Regions from separate parts of the Mus musculus genome. Here regions 2, 3 and 4 are each linked to region 1. Evidence: chromatin contacts called from public targeted proximity ligation data. All regions are on one chromosome and are shown on one strand. The core of a region is the stretch at or near the end of the contact, and the rest is flanking DNA. Distances in the headings are between cores, read along the strand shown.

The links.
Region 2: a contact with region 1 is called in a targeted proximity ligation map of pancreatic cancer cells. A contact is called at or near these places in 1 of 484 Hi-C or Micro-C datasets (the HPC-7 cell line), 5 of 130 datasets of targeted methods (embryonic basal ganglia, embryonic stem cells, extraembryonic endoderm stem cells and 2 more) and 1 of 9 other capture datasets (liver).
Region 3: a contact with region 1 is called in a targeted proximity ligation map of pancreatic cancer cells. A contact is called at or near these places in 2 of 484 Hi-C or Micro-C datasets (bone marrow-derived macrophages and embryonic stem cells), 3 of 130 datasets of targeted methods (embryonic basal ganglia, embryonic stem cells and pancreatic cancer cells) and 3 of 9 other capture datasets (adipose tissue, embryonic stem cells and liver).
Region 4: a targeted proximity ligation map of pancreatic cancer cells shows a contact between it and region 1. A contact is called at or near these places in 2 of 130 datasets of targeted methods (large pre-B cells and pancreatic cancer cells).

Annotation. Positions count from the first base shown.
Region 1 is chr19:24,324,625-24,327,324 of GRCm38.p6, forward strand. The region is part of intron 13 of Pip5k1b (phosphatidylinositol-4-phosphate 5-kinase, type 1 beta); the gene reads right to left. Among named protein-coding and RNA genes, the nearest start is that of Fxn, 45 kb to the left of the region's middle.
Region 2 is chr19:24,640,499-24,643,198 of GRCm38.p6, forward strand. No RefSeq gene overlaps it. Among named protein-coding and RNA genes, the nearest start is that of Tmem252, 32 kb to the right of the region's middle.
Region 3 is chr19:24,614,506-24,617,205 of GRCm38.p6, forward strand. No RefSeq gene overlaps it. Among named protein-coding and RNA genes, the nearest start is that of Tmem252, 58 kb to the right of the region's middle.
Region 4 is chr19:24,729,127-24,731,826 of GRCm38.p6, forward strand. The region is part of intron 8 of Pgm5 (phosphoglucomutase 5); the gene reads right to left. Among named protein-coding and RNA genes, the nearest start is that of Gm38581, 23 kb to the left of the region's middle.

The sequences.
Region 1 (2,700 bases), core at 22-2,521:
TGATCTCTGTGTGTGAATGTGTATGTGTGTGCGTGCACACATGGGTAGTAGACACAAGGTCTACTAACTGCCAGGAGCTTAGAAACAGAAGATATATTTTTATTTAAGGTTTTTTTCCCCCTCCCTTTCGGATCTGATCTCAAGTTTTCATTTAATTTGGCTTGAAGAACCGACCCACTGAAAGCTACTGTCAGAGCGGGAAGAAACGACCTGAAATTCCTGCCACAAAGCACTCAGCACCCTGGCAGGGATCACCCAGGGCAAGGGACTATTGTATGAAGGATGCCAGGTTTGTGACTGAACTATAGGATTTGCGAGGTGGAAGTTTAGGAAGGACTTCATAAGTTATCCCTGATGATCTTGTAGCAAGGATCCTTAGACAGAGGGCTAGTCATGGTAACAGGTTAAAAGTGTACATTATAATCAGCAGATACGACAAGTGTCTTCCTTCAGGGCTGCTAAGTGTCTTCCTCCAGGGCTGGCTTCACAGACAAGTGACCAGGGCAACTGTCCCAGCTTAGTTTAATGTCCTGCCTGCTTCTGTGTGTGTGTGTGTGTGTGTGTGTGTGTGTGTGTGTGTGTATTTTGTTATGTAACTTAGGCTAACCCTGGATATACTCTGAAGCTCAGGCTGGCCAAGAACTCACGATCTTCTTGTCTTAATGTTGAGAATTCTGAGATAATCAAAGCGTATCACGATGCTCTTGTTAACAGTTTTTGAGCAAGGCCTCTCACATTTTTATTTCTCTCCTTTCACATTATGGAGTGAGTTTTGAATGGCTGTGATATCCTGGGAAGGGCATGCTGACATGCATCATTGTGTATACCATGTATACATGCATGCATCATTGTATATGCCACGTATGCATGCATGCATCATTGTGTATACCATGTATACATGCATACATCATTGTATATGCCATGTATACATGCATGCATCATTGTATATGCTATGTAGACATGCGGGGCCTATTCAGGGCTTGCAGTAACATTTAGTGGTTGAGCTGTGCACAGCACACGGGAGGCCCTGGAATCAGTCCCCAGCATGGAAAATGAAAGTCAATTTTTCTTTCTTCAACATTTAGATTGGAAAAAAGAGTTGCAAGGCTCGAGAGACAGGCAATCTCAGAGATGTCAGTCATGACTAACATCTTAAGATACTGAAATGCTTTAGTCACAAGGTAATTCGAAATTGTCTTGAATGTGCCAGTACACATGGCAAAATGGCACTTTAAACAATGACTGGCTTTCTCTCTCTTGATGATTCATCTGCTTCTTTAAGAAGTATGTCTGGGATGTGTGGTATAATCCTACGCACTGGCAGCAGAAACAGGAACCGAGTTAGCTGCCTGCTCAAGCATCTCAGAGGATAGTGGTTGGCTACTGTTCCCCGCATCATTTGAATCCTCTGAGCCCTACATTTAGTATAGATGAACGGAATAGCTCCTTTAAGACCAGGGAGTCATGTGAGGAGAACATGTACGAAAAGCAGCAAGGCTTTCCTCTCCCCATCACAATAATGCAATGTCTCTCTTCTTTACGAGGCCGTGAGAATCGAGACCTTCAACCTTGCTCGAGCTCAGGGAGGCTTCCCCTCTTGGCCAGGGGCTTCAGCTTTTATTGTTATTATTTGTTTTAAATCTCAAAAGAGCCAATGATAAACGTTATGTTTAAATGAACTTAACTAGGTCTCTGGATTCAGACAGGAGTTGTCCTTCTGTCTACACATGAAAAGTACTATTTCTACCTTTGGTAGGGGAGGAATCTGCTTCCACCTTTTGATTCTGCAACTACAAGAATAACTTGTCCCGAAATAAATGCTTATTCTGTTTTTTCTCCCCCAAATCAGAATCTTAAATGAAAACGGACCCTCAGTAGTAGATAACATGATGGATCAGAGGAACCGGAGAAGACAAACTGTCTATTTTTGATACATGTTTCCCTGCTCACTTCATTTTCTCTATTTTGATCCCCAGAGCTCCTTAACAAGTCAGGAATAAGAGGGAAAGTGTGCATTTAGTTGGGGAGAGGGAGAGAGGGTAAGACAGATGCCTCTGGCTAAAAGTCTAGTTAAGCAGGCAGATCAGCTTCCAGAATTCTCTTTACTACGCAACTGTCTTTTTTCAACTCTATTTTTTTTCCAAGTCTTAGTCTCAGGAGTGGGTAGAACAGAGAGTCTTTGGATCACAGAGCACCAGTTACAGCGTAGGTTAGGAACAAACATGGGGATGAGGTGGGGTTAGCCCATAAAACCAGCCTTTATCTTGCAGGCTGAGAGACAAGGGAGTCTTTTCTGGGGAATCTGACCTGAGAGACTCCTAACACGAGTAACGCTGGTGAATTACCCCAGAGCAAATCTACAAATAACAAGCCCCAGCCCCAGGCTCCCAGGCCCCAGCCCTAGACTCCCTGTGTCCCATTTTTTGTTTGCTAATGTTATTGAAATATTATACACATACCAAACAATTGATTCACTTAAATCACGCAATTCAGTGTTTTCAGTATACCCAGAGCTGTGTGACAAGCACACAATCAATTTAACAATGTTTTCTTTGTCACTTGTGAGGTGACTGTGCTCATTAGCAATCACTTTGTTTTTCCCAAACCCTTTCTTAGCACTAGGTAACAGCCAATTTACACCCTGTCTCTGCAGATTTACAGTGGCACACTTTTAAGCCTCAGCAGACAACTAAGTATTAT
Region 2 (2,700 bases), core at 68-2,567, 320 kb after region 1:
TGATGGTGTAGACTTTTAAGATATAGTGCTTTGCAGGATGTCCTGGGATGGTCAGAGTGTACCCTCAATAAAGATTATTTCTTGTGGAAACCCGAGAGTGGTTTTTGTTTATTTGTTTTTGGGGTGGGGGTGAGACAGGGTTTCTCTGTATAACTCCGGCTGTCCTGGAACTCACTTTGTAGACCAGGCTGGCCTTGAACTCAGAAATCCGCCTGCCTCTGCCTCTGCCTCCCGAGTGCTGGGATTAAAGGCGTGCACCACCACGCCCGGCTGTTTGTTTGTTTGTTTGTTTGTTTGTTTATTTATTTATTTATTTAAATAAAACCTGGTTGTTATTTTTTTAAGGTCATAGTACACAGAGCTTATTATCAAAATGTTGTGTGTCTTTGAACCATCTTAAAACAAATAATAATAATAATAACAATAAAAATAATATAGTTATTATCATGCATAATAATAATAATAATTAATAAATAAAGTAGCAGCAGCAGCAGCAGTAGATGCCCAGATAGCTTCCTAATAGTTGAAGATACAAAATCAGTGGGCTCTGGCACGCTGAATCTCAGCACGTGACGTACAGAAGGGAACCCAGAATACTCTTGCCTGCCATATTTGAATCTGGAAGTTTCCAACCTCCTTTTCACTGTGGACAGGTGCACACTGCTATAAAGGATTAGGAAAGGGAGCCACCAGCGTCTGACTCACCCTCTAAAGGAAGCAGGAATGGCAGCCCTGACCACAAGCTTGCGTGCGCTTTCAGTAGAGAATGTGCAGCTGATCCAGACTGTCAGGACTCTCTGAGCTCTAAGCATTAATAGTAATATGCTGGCACCAAGGGAAATCTCCAATCTTACCAAAAGTGTAAGCCAAAATGTAACAGACAAATCCAGCCTGTTAGCCTATGTTACGCCTTGATCTAGGGATAGGCTATGGTGGCAGGGGCAAGGGGGAAAAGACATGTGGATAGAGTCTTTGACCTAAGACTATGAGAATGTCTGTAGCAGAAACAATAGGTGTCTTAGTCCACTCAGGCCATATCACAACATACCAAATGGCTGGCCTATAAACATCAGAACCATAATTCTGATAGCCCCAGGGTACAAGGAGTTGTGGATCCAGGCTGAAGCACATTTGGTATTCAGTGAGGGCCTGCTTTCCTAGTCATAGACAGTGAGTCTTAGCTGTATCCTTCCTTCTTGGGAGAAGAAGGAGTCAGTGCTCTGGGGACTCTTTTAAAAATGCTTTACACAATGCCTTAAAAGGGCCCTTGTGACGTAATCCCCCTTTAATGGCTCCACTGTCTAATAACATCACATCTGTAAGCGGCAGTACAATGTGTGCATTTGGAGGGACACACACAGTCCACGCATAGCAATAGTCTAGCAGTGAATTAGAACCATTCTCTGTTGAAAATTTGAGATAAAGAAATTAGTAACTTTCTAGAAAGGAATTTTGTACATATTCAGGAATATTAAAAAGCAGAGAGAGAGAGAGAGAGAGCCGCTACTGTTTGTCTCTATTTCACCTTTGACTCTTTGCCTGACCTTGACTTTGGAGAATGTATCTTCTTGTTACTGATGCTGCTAGGTGAAAAAGAACTCTCTTGGAAGCTTTGCCCATACTCAAGTCACTGTAATAGCATGAAGGTCCAAAGACAGACTTCCTTAGAGTAGGCTCAGACCTTTGCTGCTCTCTACCCATCCTCCCTAGGGCCATGATCTAGTCAATGTCTTCAAAAAGGAGCCATCCTCTTCCTCCTGCGAGTAGCTGTCACACCATGGAGCTGGAGCTCCCTCTTGTTGCCCTACACAAATACTGTGACTGGAGTAGAACTCAGGGGAGGGAGGAGTTATCATTTCGGGTTCATTGTCTGAAGGCATCTGGTGTCCCCCGTTAGCCACCCTCTGCGGCCATTGCTCAGCTTGCAGGTATCATTTTGAGAGGAAAGGAAAAGTAACAGCTGTGTTACTGAGTGTGTACACGACCCACATTAGTCACACTTACCGGGGTTTAAGTTATGACTCTGTCACCTTTGTCCCTTCAATGGCCAGCTTTTAAAGTAAACTGTACTGGCATTCTTGACATGCCTCCCTTGGGGCAAGACCTCACTTTCCTCTGATCATTTTTTTCCCTCAGATGATTTTCTTGTCACATAAAGTGCACAACACTCACTGTAGAGAAAATCTCTTATATTCTGTATGGATGCATCACTTGTCAATAACAACAACAACAACAATAATAATAATAATAATAATAATAATAATAAGCCTATGGCCAAAGAGCTGAGGCAGGATTAGGAGGTGGGGTATCCAGCAGAGAGAGAGAGAGAGAGAGAGACAGACAGACAGACAGACAGACAGAGACAGAGAGACAGAGAGGGAGAGACAGAAAGATGGAGGGAGTGGGGATAAAGAGGAATTCAAAAACAGTCAGAAGTGTGGGAGATTAGTCAGGAACTCTGAGAAGAGGTAACAAGCCATGTGGTGCTTTGTAGAACAGAATAACCAGATAATTGAGTCATGAGCTAGTCAGGGGAACAAGCCCTAGCTTATGGCCGAGGCGTTTATTTATAAAATATTCAGTCTCAGAGCCCTTACTCTGGGAACAAAGTGGCTGGGTAGGAAAGCTTGATGTTATAACTCACAATTATTTACGTCTCTGTTGTTGTTGTTGTTGTTGTTGTTGTTGTTGTTGTTTTCT
Region 3 (2,700 bases), core at 91-2,590, 290 kb after region 1:
GCTTTCCTCTGTTTACTCCAGCAAAGAGCCACAGAATCAGGGTCAATTTGCCTTTCTATTGCCTAAATATCAAAAAGATGCTACCTCCCAACTCATTTAAACCTGCTGTTAGCCTCCCTGGGAAAGACTATCATCAATAGTACCATCAACTGGGGCATAGAGTAGAGAAATATTTCCAAGTCTGGTAAGTGGCAGAGTGGATGTTTCTGATCACTTCACTCTAGTTTTGATTATTGCCAATGCACCGCAAAGCTCTTACCCTTAGCCTCAGTTCTCCTAGTGACTGGAGAATAAAGTTTCCTGAGTGAGAGAGGTGGGGAGGGAGTTTTAGGAGAAGCAGACTGATAGGATGGAGAAGAGAAAATATGCTATGGCTATGCTCTTAACCTCACGGAACAGTTGGAATCAGCTCAAGGAATGGAATTCAAGGCTTCCCAGCGAGATGTTAGGGATCGCCTTAAAGATGGCTAGGTGATTTCAGAGAGAAAAAAAAATCTACTTTAGCAGCTGCCTCATCTTTTGGTTCTGAAATGGTTGGAAGTGCTTTAGATTTTGCTGAAGCTAGGGTAAATTCCTTTTTGGATATAAAGAACACATCTGTGTGAAGATGGTGCTAATGGATTTATAATGTTATGATTTGAATGGTTGAAAGTCCATCACAGGCTCTAAGGTGTTTAAAATCCTCAGTCCACTGCCATTTTAGGAGGTGTCTTAGTCAGGGTTTCTATTCTGGCACAAAACATCATGACCAAGAAGCAAGTTGGGGAGGAAAGGGTTTATTCAGCTTATACTTCCACATTGCTGTTCATCACCAAAAGAAGTCGGGACTAGACCTCACACAGGGTAGGAACTTGGAGGCAATGGAGGGATGCTGTGTACTGGATTGCTTCCACTGGCTTGCTCAGCTTGCCTTCTTATTGAACCCAGGACGACCAGCCCAAGGATGGCACCACTCTCAATGAGCCCTCCCCTCTTGGTCACTAATTAAGAAAATGCCTTACAGCTGGATCTCATGGAGGCATTTCCTCAACAGAGGCTCCTTTCTCTGTGGTAACTCCAGCTTGTGCCAAGTTGACACACAAAACCAGCCAGTACAGGAATTGTGGACCTTTGGGACATAGGACAGAGATGGTTGACATAACCAGGAGGGATGATGGGTCTTTAGGGTTGAAGGCCAGCCGTGCTTCTGTCCCAAGCTCTCTGCTTCCGGCCCACCCTTTCTGCTTCCTGATCTGCTAAGATACAAAGAAGCCCAGCCACAAGATACTGCCACAGATCCAGCCACGACTGACTGTCCCGCCCCCTTTAAACTGTCAGTCAAAATCAACCTCTCCTCCCTTACAGAACAACTGCTTCTGTAAGGTCTTCTGGGACAGCAATGAGAAATGGAACTACTAGGGATGACGATGCTCTGTGTCATCCCAATGGGGGGGCACATTTAAGAGGGGACATTATTAATAAGTACACAAGGACAAAGGATGTGGTGAATGAGTGAGCAGACACAGTCACCCTCACTATAAATAGCGAACTAGAATCTTCAAGGCATGACACAGGCTTTTCCCAGTTGGGACATCACATGACGCCCTTGTCATCCTTGCCCTGGCTGATCACTGATGAGTCAGCCAGGTTTGCCAAATGTTGTGAGAACACACCTGAGTTCTGACAAGAGCCCAGTGGATAGCCTGCTGGCCTGCTTTTGCCTGTTCCTGAAGAAGTCCTTCAGTAGAGCACCCTCAAATGCTGGGCCAGGCGCTACAGGTGCCCATGGTTTGTGACCACTGAACACTCGGCTGGGTGCCACTGTTGCGTTTGGTTGGACTTCTCTTTAAGCTGGGGCATCACTCTGCTTCAGTGGAGAGCGGCGGGGTGTCAGGAGCAGGTGTCAGAGGCCTAGCCTGTTTCCTATTTTGACATTTCATCAAGATGGGATTTAGAGACTAGAAAAGATAACATTGCAATATCTGACCTTAAGAAGGAGACAATAGCTAGGCCTTCAGTGTTTAGACACTCCTCGGATCATGTATTGGTTGGATAGCCCTGGCTTCCCTTTTTATTGTTAATATATGTCTCCTTGGCCTCCTGCCAACTAAGACACAGAAGAAAGAAATAGAAACATTTAGCAGGGAGGAAAGTGTGGGGAACTGAAGGGCTGGCATGGGGTAGTGATTTCTTGTTGTGCACAAGGAGTGGACGTACCCTAGGCTGTCCAGGGTGCAGGCCCTCACATGTTACCCGTGTATGTGACTTCTCTCTTTTGTTCAATCATTTAGGGCAAAGGAAAAAAAAAATTGAGGCAGAGTCTTACTATCTAGTTCTGACTAGCGTGGAACTCCCTATGAAGACCAAGCTGATCTCAAACTCAGAGATTGACCTGCCTCAGAATTCTGAGCACACAGGAATATCTATGTGGCTCCTGCCTCTAACAACAGGAGCAGCTGGCGTGTTCATAGGAGGCTGTGCACTGTGACACGGCCAGAAGACAGGAGTGCCTCTAAGTAGTGGGTTTGGTCTGGGGCTGCTATACATTCAGATGCTAAATTCTGTACCCCAAGATCTGGTTGTCCCCAAGAAAGAGATCCTCAGGGACAAGGAGATTCCCATCTACACTGAGTGATGCTATGTAACCTTGCTTCCCAAGTTAAGTGGTCAATAAAAGGCTAAAGCCTATGGTTGGGTAAGAGATAAGAGGTTTTGAGTTAC
Region 4 (2,700 bases), core at 150-2,649, 400 kb after region 1:
GCTCATGTCTCTAGCTGCATATGAATCAGAAGATGGCCTAGTCGGCCATCAGTGGAAAGAGAGGCCCATTGGTAGTGCAAACTTTATATGCCTCAGTACAAGGGAACAACAGGGCCAAAAAGTGGGAGTGGGTGGGGGAGCTTGTGGGGGACTTTTGGGATAGCATTGGAAATGTAAATGAAATAAATACCTAATTAAAAAATCATAAAAATATTTTTAAAAAAAGGAAAGAAGCTAAGAAGACATCTGTAAAATTAATGCCACAAAGTGAGAGAATATCTCTTTCCTATCCACTGAAGATAATTAACTAAAAGAATCTGTACGCTATCTTAGAGATAAGCTCTGGCTCTTTAGGATCTAGCCTGAAGCAGGAACCCACATGCTGGGCAAAGAAGTGTCACAGAAGGTTCTGATCAAAGAAATAATTTTATTCAGATTTTACTTTTACTTACAAGAGAAAGGCATTGGTCAGTCAGATGTTCTAGCTTTATTCATAGTTTGGTTTCTGTGAATGTGAGTATATCAGTTATGTGGGGGGGGCATGTAATGGAGGGAGAGAGTTGGAGTGCATTTAAAGCTATTCTAAGCTTTATGTGTGTTGGTTTATTTGTTAAGTAATAGTTGAACAAGTTAGAGATTCAATGATTGACAAATATATTTAAGACACTATGATGGTATTAGTAATGAGACAGACAGATTGATCAATGGAATAGAATTGAAGACCCAGAAATAAAACCACATAGATACTTGATCTTTGACAAAGAAGCAAAAAAAAAAAAAAAAATACAATGGAGAAAAAGACAGCATCTTCAATAAATGATGCTTGTCTAACTGGCAGTTGCTTTGTAGAAAAGTGAAAATAGAACCATATTTGTCACCTTGCACAAAGTCCAAGTCCAAGTGGATCAAGGAGCTCAACGTAAAACCAGATACACGGAATCTAATAGAAGAGAAAGTGGGAGAAAGCCTCAAATTCATTGGCACAGGGGGACATTTTCTAAACAGAACTCCGATGACTCAGGCTCTAAGATCAAGAATTGATAAATGGGTCCTCATGAATCTGCTTCACTGCTTAGTTCTCATTCTGGCACCTGACCTGCTCCCACCTCCTGCCCTCACTGCCAGTCCTCTCCTTCTTAACAGTTTTTAGGCTTCTTTATGCCTGGTACCCTCAAAGAGCTGCCTTGTCCTGTTCTTCCTGAAAGTGCCAGCCTTGCACACCCATCCATCTACCTGGGTGGCTTCCCTTTCCTTGCCTGTCACCACTGCACATTTTTCTTCTGCATTGTCTCCCTGTTTGTTGATTTCCAACCTGCCTTTGCCCACTCTTCAGAATGTGAGTCTAAGAAGGCACAGGCCTTAGCTCTCTCATTCTTGGCTGTTTCTGGAGCTATGTGATCAGCCTGGGGTGGGGAAGCAATGGGGGAGCGAGAGGGACAGAAAAGAGGGAGAAAAGGGAACTGAGCTCACTATAAAAAATCTCTGGAGAACTTGAAAGAAATGTCACAATTGTTCCATTCAAAAAAAGTCTTCCTAGCCACAAGCTATTCGAATCGAATAGTAGGGCTGGGGTGGTAATCAGAGGAGAAAAAAAAAAAAAAAAGATCGAAATTATTCTTGGCTTGTTTATTTTGGAGTTTGAAATTTGATGATGCATACCACACAGCTGGCACAACGCCAGGCATCAGAGCTTTTAAAAAAACATCTGTTCATTGGTTTGTTTGGTTTTTTTCCCCCTTAGTCACTAATATAAAGAAGTCATCTCTCCAAACATCACATATTTGTCTCCAGTTCCAGCTGGCACACCATGGCAGGAATGGGTATTTGTAAATGGAGCCAAAGGAGGGGCAGCTGAGCCCAAATATTTGCCTTCAGTTGGGCTTTAACTTGGGGCGTTTTTGCCTCATGGACAATATTCAGAGTGAGCTGAAAGACGGGAACCCTGAATATTTGTACAACTTTTATCAACTTCAAAGTTTTAAAGATGGCCAATAAACATCAGAACCCTTGCCAAAAATGAGGGGCATGGAACCATACCATATCCTTTTCTTCTTCCCACACCAGGTATTTCTTCCTCAGCTTTGGGAACAAGATAACAAGAAAGTCCTTATAACACTGTCAGCAAATGTGTTCAGACATGGGATTCCCATTAGAGGTGGCCACTCTGGGAGGGGAAAAAACCCATATAAGAGCCAGATCTAGCAGTGTGTATTTGTATTTGAAACAGTTAAGAGACTCAGGCAAGAGAATTAAATATGAATTCAAGGCCAGCCTAGCTCCGTAGTAAGGTTAAAATAAAATTACACACACACACCCACACACACACACAGAGAGAGAGAGAGAGAGAGAGAGAGAGAGAGAGAGAGAGAGAGAGAGAGAGAGAGAGCAAGGAAAGCAGAAAGAGGCAAGAAGTTGGATAAGACAGGAGAGAGTTCGAGGCAAAAGTTTGATATATGAGAACATGTACTAATGAGGAAGACCATGTTGAGTCTAAACCTGAGATCATGTCCAAGCATCTGACCTAGTGTTCATTTTCACACACAAATGATTCCTCAGGCCTCCCTCCCCTCTCTAGCCTGAGATCCCCTCCAGCCACCATCCCTAGCACAACCTCCAACTTCAAGGATACAACCTCTAAGTGGAGAACTGGTTCTGGGGCTTACCCACACAGAGAACATCGGGAGACTTTTCTCCGTTTCA